Regions from separate parts of the Pan troglodytes genome. Here region 2 is linked to region 1. The links are chromatin contacts, called in public Hi-C maps. All regions are on one chromosome and are shown on one strand. Each heading gives the region's core, a stretch centred on a gene start, on an enhancer-like site or on the middle of the called end of the contact. The rest is flanking DNA. Distances are from core to core; before and after follow the strand shown.

Region 1 (4,901 bases), core at 755-3,254:
ATAGAGTCCATATGGGATAGGTCCATTCCACAGATACTTAGGAATAAGTACAACTGACTGAACTTGGTGATAGAAAGAATGCATGTGGCCAAGTGGCCAAGGGAGACAGGAGTCAAGAATGACTCTTGGTTTTTAGATTTGAGACTTGGTAGATGATGCACCATTCACTAAGATGAAGGATATTGGAGGAGGATCACATTTCCCACTCCCACTGTGGGGGAGGGATGAGTAACTCAGTTTTGACAAGCTGAGTTTGAAGTGCTTATGGAAATGTCCAATAGATACTCGGTTATGTGGCTCCAGAATTTAGGAAAAAGATCTGGCTGGAGATGGAAATTTGGAAAGCATCGGCTTATTAGTAGCAGCTGAAGCTGTGGGAGTAGATGAAGTCACTCAGGGAGAGTATGTAATACGAAAACAGGAGAGAGAAGAGCTGGGAGGAGAAAAGGAGTCCACCTAGTGAGAAATTGGAGATGGTAGAGTACAAGGGATTGAAGTAAGCATGGAATCTAGGGTGGAAAAGAGTAAAGGAAACTGCTGCCTCCAGTCCTGGGTGGGATTCAGAACTGGCGGTAGCAGTCTGGTTGAATGGTGGCTGTATTGTGATGATCTAGAAGAATAGAATGTGGTGGTGGAGGCGGAAGTGGTATGGAGTCTAAGATTTCCAAGATGGAGCAATTCTGGGGAGTAATTAAACTCAAGGTGTGGTCATGAGACTCAAGGTACTGTGAGCCTAAGGTGGCTTATGCATGGAGATTTAAAGTCCTCCAGGTGGAAGAAGTGACCCAATTGGCCGAGTTTATGTTGAATGTGTAGTGAGGTCAGAGATGAGAATGACAATGAGCGACTAAAGGAAGTATTAATAGTTTGGAAGCGGAAACAGGAGAATTCTGCAACCTTCCTTGCAATACACACAAACAGAGCTTGAAAATACAGAACAGCTCTTACCCTAGTCCCAGAGGACTACAGAAAAGTGGTGTCACAGGGACTGCAGAGCTTCCCTCTATGCAAGGAGAGTAGAGAGCAGGGAATTTATTTGAACAGGTTGAGAATAATAAAGAAGTTTGTTTACCACCAAATGGGGAATCCAGATGATAATAAGAATGAAGGAGGAAAATTGGATTTTGGGAGCAGAATAGGGAAGGGGATAGATGATAACTGTGTTCAAGGATGATGGAGGTGTTACTGGAATTCTGATGACAGTTAAGTTTATGCTGGTGCTCAAGCTTGGTCATTACCCGTGAGTGGTGGCCTTTGCTTTTCTTTGGCTTTCCACAGGACAAAAGTGAAAACAACTGGGCTGCAAGAAACTTTGGGATATTTGTTTTCTCTCAAGAAAGTAATTTTGACTGTAACATAAGAAGCCACTCTGATAGGAATATCCTCCAAAAGTATTGAATTAAGTGTTAACCTGACATTTTAACACCGTAAACATTTTAAACATTAGTTCTTAGTTTTTGCCTTTGCCATACTCTACATCTGAGGTCAGATACAAATGTGCTTCTGTGAAATAGTTTTCTGAAAAGTTTTTGTGAATTATAATTTATATATATATACATAATGTACTTTTTTCTAAAAAGATACATACAGTGGGTTCAAGACAAGGAGGAAGAATTATATCAGTGTGAAAATAGAAGCTATTTGGTCTAAGTTGGAAAACCAGCAAAGAACATTATTTCTTGCTAAAGGATTAGGAAAGACTTAAAATAGTTATCTAAATTGTCAATTCAGGAACATTTTTGTGCAATATACAAAGGGTTCATTAGCCTACTCACAATGATTTTTGACATTGCCTTTTCTTTTTGTCATCCAGACCTACTCTGATATCTTCAGGTAAAGAGATGTAAGAAAGTTCTTTGGAGAAAATCTCAATTCTCTCACAACAGATAAGAGGATACTCTCCAGAAAAAGAGAGCTGAGGGTTCTTGAGCTAATGACTAAAACCCCTAAGGCCACTTCTAGTTGGTTAATTCTGACCCCTGGGGGTTGGTTTCTGTAAACGCATCTACTTCAACACTAAGGCAGGACATGCATGACTATAAACTGGCTGGCCCTGCTTTTAAAAAAGAACCTTCACTGAACTGAAGCAAGAATGTGGAGCCATTCATTACCAAATTGAAGAGAAAAAGTGGTATTAAGAGGCACTTAAATGCAAAAGTGAACTCATTTAAAAAATAAAACAAAACAAAGGACTTCATAATGTACTGGCAATAATAATTACCCAGAAAAGGATGCATTATTTACAAAATCATAAAATGTCATTGTTTGTCAATTTTCTTCATAAAGACAAAAACCGGTAAATCACAGTACCTCTTTCTGTTTTTTTCTTTCTTTCTATCTTTCTTTTTTTTTTTTTTTTTTGAGACGGATTCTCACTCTGTTGTCGAAGCTGGAGTGCAATGGTGTGATCTTAGCTCACTGCAACTTCTGCCTCCCAGGTTCAAGTGATTCTCCTGCGTCAGCCTCTGGAGTAGCTGGGATTACAGGCCCTTGCCACCATGCCCAGCTAATTTTTGTATTCTTAGTAGAGATGTGGTTTCACCAGGTTGGCCAGGCTGGTCTGGAACTCCTGACCTCAGGTGATCCACCTGCCTTGGCCTCCCAAAGTGCTGGGATTACAGGCGTGAGCCACTGCACCCGGCCCTACAGTACCTCTTTCATTAAAGCATCAAATATGTGCCAGGTATGTGCAAATGTACTGTTACATGGCCCATGTAACAGGAGAGAGTAGGATGGTGCCATTTAGCTCTGGGGAAGCTTATATTGGTAATAGATGGAATTAGTAAAGGTAGGAATCTTAACTTATAATTTTATTTTAAAAAGGCACAATAAGTATGAGAATGAAAAAAGATTCAGCATATGAGACTAAGGCTGCAAGGAATTCAGTATTTTTCTCATTTGTCCTAATACCTCATGGTGGAGAATAGGCCCTCGGGGAGCTAAATCTTTAGGTTTGTGAAAGACTGAGAGTTGAATTGCTGCTAATGCCAAGTCCCCAAAATAAAATAAGAAACTAGTTAGCTGAAATTCCTGAAGGTCTTTAATATCACCACAAAATACAGATCATGTGAAAGATTTTGCTCAAGAGCGTCTTCTAAAAATCCTCAAAGAATGCTTTCCCCATTATTTCAACTATTCAGCCATTGATTGATAGAACTGGCTGTAGCATAGAACTATTTCTATGCAGTGGCATTTGATGAGTAGGGTCTCATTTGTGCAAATAGGGTAGAGGTAGGGAAACTTTCTAGTCCTAATACAACTGTGGCCAAGTGGAAGGCTTTGAGTATTTCTACTAGAAAATGTTGTTTCCTGGTTTGACTCCAGAAATTAAATGGTGGGCAACCCAGTAGATCTTAATCAAAACTGTGAGGCAAAATTTGTCCTTGGTCCATTCATCAACACTCCTTCAAGCTTTTTTTTTTTTTTTTTGAGCACGTAGGCCAGGCATGATGGCTCACGTCTGTAATCCCAGCACTTTGGGAGGCTGAGGCGGGTGGATCACTTGAGCTTAGGAGTTCAAGACCAGCCTGGACAACAGGGTAAAACCCTGACTCTAGAAAAAATACAAAAATTAGTCTGGTGGGGTAGTGCATGCCTGTAGTCCCAGACACCCAGGAGGCTGAGGTGGGAAGATTGCTTGAGCCCAGGAGATGGAGGGTGCAGTGAGCCTGGATTGTGCCACTGCACTCCAGCCTGGGTGACAGAGTAGGGCCCTGTCTCAATAAATAAATCAATAAATAAAACACTTATTATGTGTCAGGTATAGGTATAGGGATACCTGGTCCTAAACCTAGTGAAATGAATATTCTAATGAGAGAATAAAATAATGACTACAAATTTTGATGGACATTATTTGGGAAACAGACAGGGGAAAGAAAAAAATGGGAAATATTTAAACTGGGCTTTAAAGATGAAAAGGAGCTTGGGTTGGGCAAGATCTTAGTGGGTCCAAGAATCTGAGAAAGGCTAGTTGGAGTTTGGTAAGATAGAGGAGAGAAAGTATGATGAGGCTGGAACTGGTATCTTCTTACCTATCATTTCAGTCTCGCTCTCCACCTTCCGTGACCCAAAGCACAGTGTGTTGTCAATCATTCATTTATTCTGTCAATATGTAGGCAATATTCCAGCTGCTCAGAATAGGAGAGAGAACCAAACAGACCAAATTCCTGCTCATATGGCTCTTACATTGTAGTAAACCCCAGGACGTTGATTTGATTACTGTCTTCTATAATGCTTGATGTGAAAGCTGGATATGTGGATGGAAAGAGATAGAGGTGAAGTGGGAGTTGGGGGAAGGAGGGAAACTTGATACAGGGTGGTCTGGGAAGGCTTTATGATAAGGTGACTATTGTCAGCTTTTCAAAATAGAAAAAAAATGATATCCCGTATGGCCAACGGGATGTTAGTTGATTGGCTTAAGATGTTGCTTGTCCTTGGAGTATTTTATTCAACACTTGACACAAAGTGCATTGGGGTAGTCCATTTGCTCCCTAGAAGTGGTTGGAATGCAGACTAGGGGTGAATATGTATGGGAATTAGAGAAAGATTCCTGGAGAAGATAGAAACAAATAAGGTTTTGACAGAAAGACAAAGGAAAAAATAATATTCCCAGCTGAGAGAACGACTTGAACAGAAGCCTCGAGGTATTAAAGTATGCTTTTATTGTGTAAGTTTTTTGTCACTGTGGGAAGAGGGAGTGGTGCATCTTTGTCAGTTTAACCCGAAAACACACAGCACTTCAGGTATTTCAAGAAGAGGAAATGTAATGCAGAGAATAGGGTATGTAAGTGATGGAAGGGATAAGAAGTCAAACAGAGGCGGTGAGGCAGCTCAGAGTTCAGCTGTACCAGGGAGCTGCTGCTTCCTCTAGGACTGGAGGGAAAGAAGGTGGTGCTACCACA
Region 2 (4,901 bases), core at 701-3,200, 200 kb before region 1:
GGAGCCCTCATGAATGGGATTAATGTCCTTATAAAAGAGATCACAATGAGCTCCCTTGCCCCTTCCACCATGTGAGAACACAAGTAGAAGACGCTGTCTGTTAAACAGGAAAACAAGCCCTCACCAGACACCGAATCTTCTGGTGCCTTGATCTTGGACTTCTCAGTGTCCAGACCATGAGAAATAAATGTATGTTGCTTAAGTCACCCATTCTATAACCGTCTGTCATAGCAGCCCAAAAGGACTAAGACACTAGGAAATTAAACATCTTGTTTCCCAATTTGGTATTGGCTGTAATTTGGACTTGTTTTACTCCTAATACTTTTTTTAAAAGAAAATTTTACAAGATAATTAGCACAAATATTGAAATTATTTCCAAGCCTGGCTCTGCATCAGAATAAGCTATAGTATTAAAAAAGATTTCTGAGACACCAGACCTTAATGACTCAAGATCTCTGCATGTAGGGCTCAATAATTCATAAATGCTCCCAAAGTGATTCTGATATGTAATCAGGTTTGGAAATCAGGTATAACACCATTGTATGGACAGCGTTTATTGCAAAACAGAGAAGACTCAAAATAGCTTAATGATTTAGAAACTAATCATAATCAGTTATATCTCTCAGAAAGAATTTTCCATTAGTAACCTACTTCTTCACACCCACTGTGACATATAAAGTCCAGAATTTCAAATACTTTCATCCTGAAGCCATTTCAAAAATCACCTTTCCAAATCATCAGTATAGTCACGTAGATCATGTTAGCCCTAAGGCTAATAGTGACCAAATATTATTTACAGAGTGAGACTATTCTGCAATGGACTTTTCTCTTGGGCTTTTTTTGCTTATCTTTACACACCTGTATTTATAAGGCAGACCTCCAGTCTGTTGACCTTAAAAGAAAAATTTATTTTCTACTCGACTCTCCCTGAGAAGGAGTTATTATAATTAGTCAAGTCACCCTTAAAAAGTAGGCTTGAAATACTAAGTAATTATGTTAATTATTCTAACTTTTTTAGAAAGCTATTATATGTCAGGAGGATTATCACAAACTGCCCATTTTTATAAAATTTAATAACATGTATAGACTACTAAAAAGCTCTGAAAATGCTTAATCCTATCTTAGGAACTTAAGTAGTACGTGCACTAGGAAATTCTGGGTCTTTTATACCCCATTAAAGTTTCTACAAGAGCTAAAAACTATCAGTATTCAAAGAGGCCAACCTATAAAACAGTTGATCTTATTCTGAAGATGTGCAAGGAGGCAGTTTCCTCACTGTGTGACAATCTGACAATCTGAATCTGAATGGCAACCCCATTGGAATGACTACATTTGAAAAGTAAACCTTCCTGAATAAAACAGGTCATGGCAGATGCTAGATTTATCCCACCACTTTAATGACAGGCAGACAAAGACTTCTGTGGGTGAAGGACTGTCCTGGTTTGAAGTTTTTTCTTTGCTGGCTTTGGGTATTCAAATCACTGACAGTTCTTTCCTTTTCCCTGAGACAATTCAGCTTTTCCTCTAAACCTTAAAAAAGTGACTCATCACATTTTTAAATAAGTATATAATAACTGGTTCCAATTAAAAGAAATGTAAAATGTCTTGTCTCTTTGATCAAGAGATATTTTTTATCAGCTGAATTGACTTCAGAGTCAAATGCTGAACTGTGACTAAATAATGTGTGACTTCCATAATGCTATATACAGTAGTCCTTGGAAATGAGACTGTTAACAGACTTCATATTTACTTCAACCTCTTCTCTTTCCACAAAAGGATTTGAGAGAAATAACCCAATAAATGCATGTCAAAACTAGTGGGTGGGCTATTTTCAACAATTTTAAAAGAAAATACATATACTGTAAACATTTCCCTAAATCGATGCTGTTTAAAGTTTGGCCTGACATCAGGCAGTACTGCCATCTCCTGGGAGCTGATGAGAAATGCAAAAATCATGGGCCTCACCCCAGAACCACTGAATCAGAATCTGCATTTTAACTGGATTCCCAGGTGATTTGTAAGCATATTAAAGTTTGAGAATCACTACCTTAAATACAATCCTCCAGAAGGAGCTTTAGTAGGGCCTAATAATTTGCATCCCATCATATGTGAAAATATTGCCCGAATATATCTTTAAACCAGCTTTTAAGTCTTGCGGGAATACCACATTAAGAAATGTATTTAAAAGTACTAATGCTCAGGTCCCAGTGCTGAAGATTCTGATCAATTTGCCCGTGGTGAGGTCTAGGTAAGAGGATTTTTTTTGAGACAGAGTCTCGCTCTGTCGCCCAGGCTGGAGTGCAGTGGCGCAATCTCAGCTTCACTGCAAGCTCCGCCTCCCGGGTTCATGCCATTCTCCTGCCTCAGCCTCCTGAGTAGCTGGGACTACAGGCACCCACGACCGTGCCCAGCTAATTTTTTGTATTTTTAGTAGAGACGGGGTTTCACCGTGGTCTCGATCTCCTGACCTCGTGATCCGCCCGCCTCGCCCTCCCAAAGTGCTGGGATTACAGGCTTGAGCCACCGCGCCTGGCTAGGTAAGAGGATTTTAAAAAAATACTCCAGGTAATTCTGATGTGGGGCACATGAGCACAGCCACCAAGCATTTTTTCCCTACACAACTGCTTTTAAATGCAGAGTAGTTACCAATCAATTTATAGCACCAAGAGCATCCTTTTATACTGGTTTCTCAAACTCCGAATTTCTGATGCAGTAGGTCAGAATCAGTGGGTGGGGCCCCAGAATGGGCATTTCTAAAAAGTTCCCAAGTGATACAGCTGCCAGTGTTCAGGGGACCACACTCTGGGAGCCACCACTTTATCAGATTATAATACTTACCTCAGAAAGCTATCTGAGAAAAAGTACTTAAGGCTGTGTTTGTATGGCTGGTTATTTTCTAAGAGTGGGTAAGACAGGAGCATTCTGAATCTGAGTGTCTTTCCTGGGCCACCAGGTCCCAAGCTCCTGACTGGACTGGAGGAGTGGGGGCAATGACATCAGGATCTGACTTAGTGCAGTCTTAGTGCCCTACAGTTCAGCATTCAGTGGCTGCTTAATAAATTACCTGATGACTGATGATCTTTAAATTAAAATACTACATGCGGCAATTTGTAACACTGTCATAGCAATTGCTACAAATCATAACATTCAGGTCAAATAAGTATTTTACTCACCAAACCCCACAGAGCACCAGGAGAGGTAGCAGTGATTGTAGCTGCTCTGGGTGTATTGTACATTAAGGCCAGTTCGCCGAAACTCCCACGATTATCATAGTTACCAACACATCTTCCAACACCATCACATTTCACATAAATATCAAATGTGCCTCTGTTGGACATATGTAGATTGGAGGTTAATTCAAATAAAATCTCATTAAAATAAAACATTATTTCAGAAAAGAGCCCTGTGAAATAAAAATCTTATTTCCAGCCTGTTATCCCCTCCGATGACAATAAAGGGGAATCAATCTGTGCCATCTGTTCCAGACCATGTGCCTGCTGGGAAAAATGGGACTAAACAATAAAAATTTGGAATAAGGAATGATAAAACTATAACTAAAGACTACAACCAAATAGTATATGCATAAAAAACCATCTGGAGAGGCCGGGTCTCACACCTGTAATCACAGCACTTTGGGAGGCTGAGGCGGGTGGATCACCTGAGGTTAGGAGTTTGAGACCAGCCTGGCCAACATGGTGAAACCCTGTCTCTATTAAAAATACAAAATATTAGCCAGGTGTGATGGCGGGATCCCATAATCTCAGCTACTCGGGAGGCTGAGGCAGGAGAATCACTTGAACCTGGGAGATGGAGGTTGCAGTGAGCCGAGATTGTGCCACTGCACTCCAGCCTGGGTGACAAGAGCAAAACTCCAACTCAAAAAAAAAAAAAAAAAAAAATCATCTGAAGAGGCTGGGTGTGGTGGCTTACTTACACCTGTAATTCCAGCAATTTGGAAGTCCAAGGTAAGAGGATCACTTGAGCCTAGGAGTTCAAGACCAGCCTGGGCAACATAGCAAGATCCCATCTCTATAAAAAATTAACCTTAAAAAAAGAAAGAAAATCATCTGAAGAAACATTTATCAAATCACTGACTGTAGTTATCTAAGAGCATAAGAATAGTGAGGGATTCTAGGCATATTCGCTATCTAATTTAAGAGTTTCTGTTTGTAACATGAACATATTATTACTTTTGTGATCAGAAGAAAATAACTTTTTAAAAAGAATCTAGCTATAGCAATTTGGTTAGCCACTACTCTACAAAACTTACTAGGGTCCTTTATAATCTATAGCAGACATTGGCAAACTATAGCCCACAAACTGGCTATCTGCTTTTGTAAATAAAGTTTCACTGCAATATAAACACTCTTGTTTGTTTATGTGTTATCTATGGCTGGTTTTATGCTACAACTGCAGAGTTGAGTAGTTACAACAGAGAACATATTGGCCTGCAAAGCCAAAAATATTTACTCTCTGGCCCTTTACTTTAGATCAACCCCCACTCTAAAGTTAAAAAGTAGAAATTCAGACTAGATATCTAACTCTGGTCTTTTTATAGTTTTTTGGTGCTTATCTTTTAACTGGGGTTCTTTTTCTAGGCAAATAAGGTTCAGTTTGCATGTCACTGCACTTCATATTACCCAGACCCTATATTCACGTAAACTGCATTCTTTGTGTGGATGACTGACTTTCCACATACTGTATTTTATCAGAGAACATGCTTTCAAGGCTTGCACCTGTGAGGGCAGATAGAAAAAATTCTTTGGCTTTATTCTGTTGACTAAACCCTAACACAGACAAGGAGTGGGGATGTGCTGCTAAAAAAAAAAAAAAAAAAAAAAAAAAAAAAAAAAAAAAAAAAAGTGGCTTTTAACATTAGAAAATCATTATGGGCCAGGCCT

What was found. A called contact is a pair of places that touch in the nucleus more often than the background predicts.
Region 2: a contact with region 1 is called in a Hi-C map of induced pluripotent stem cells, with 4 times the contacts expected there. The contact joins two enhancer-like sites. A contact is called at or near these places in 3 of 7 Hi-C or Micro-C datasets (induced pluripotent stem cells and stem cell-derived neural progenitor cells) and 1 of 1 other capture datasets (stem cell-derived neural stem cells).

The regions. Positions count from the first base shown.
Region 1 is chr6:122,319,759-122,324,659 of NHGRI_mPanTro3-v2.0_pri, reverse strand. No RefSeq gene overlaps it. Among named protein-coding and RNA genes, the nearest start is that of PIK3CG, 81 kb to the right of the region's middle. Within about 2 kb of position 2,004, at least 1 of the 24 cell types and tissues checked has an H3K27ac peak or open chromatin away from gene starts, as enhancers often do. A contact at or near this core is called in induced pluripotent stem cells, where this site is marked.
Region 2 is chr6:122,521,395-122,526,295 of NHGRI_mPanTro3-v2.0_pri, reverse strand. It overlaps PRKAR2B (protein kinase cAMP-dependent type II regulatory subunit beta), which reads right to left. Exons shown (of 11, transcript XM_001148361.6): 6 at 3,174-3,327. Among named protein-coding and RNA genes, the nearest start is that of HBP1, 24 kb to the left of the region's middle. Within about 2 kb of position 1,950, at least 2 of the 24 cell types and tissues checked have an H3K27ac peak or open chromatin away from gene starts, as enhancers often do. A contact at or near this core is called in induced pluripotent stem cells, where this site is marked.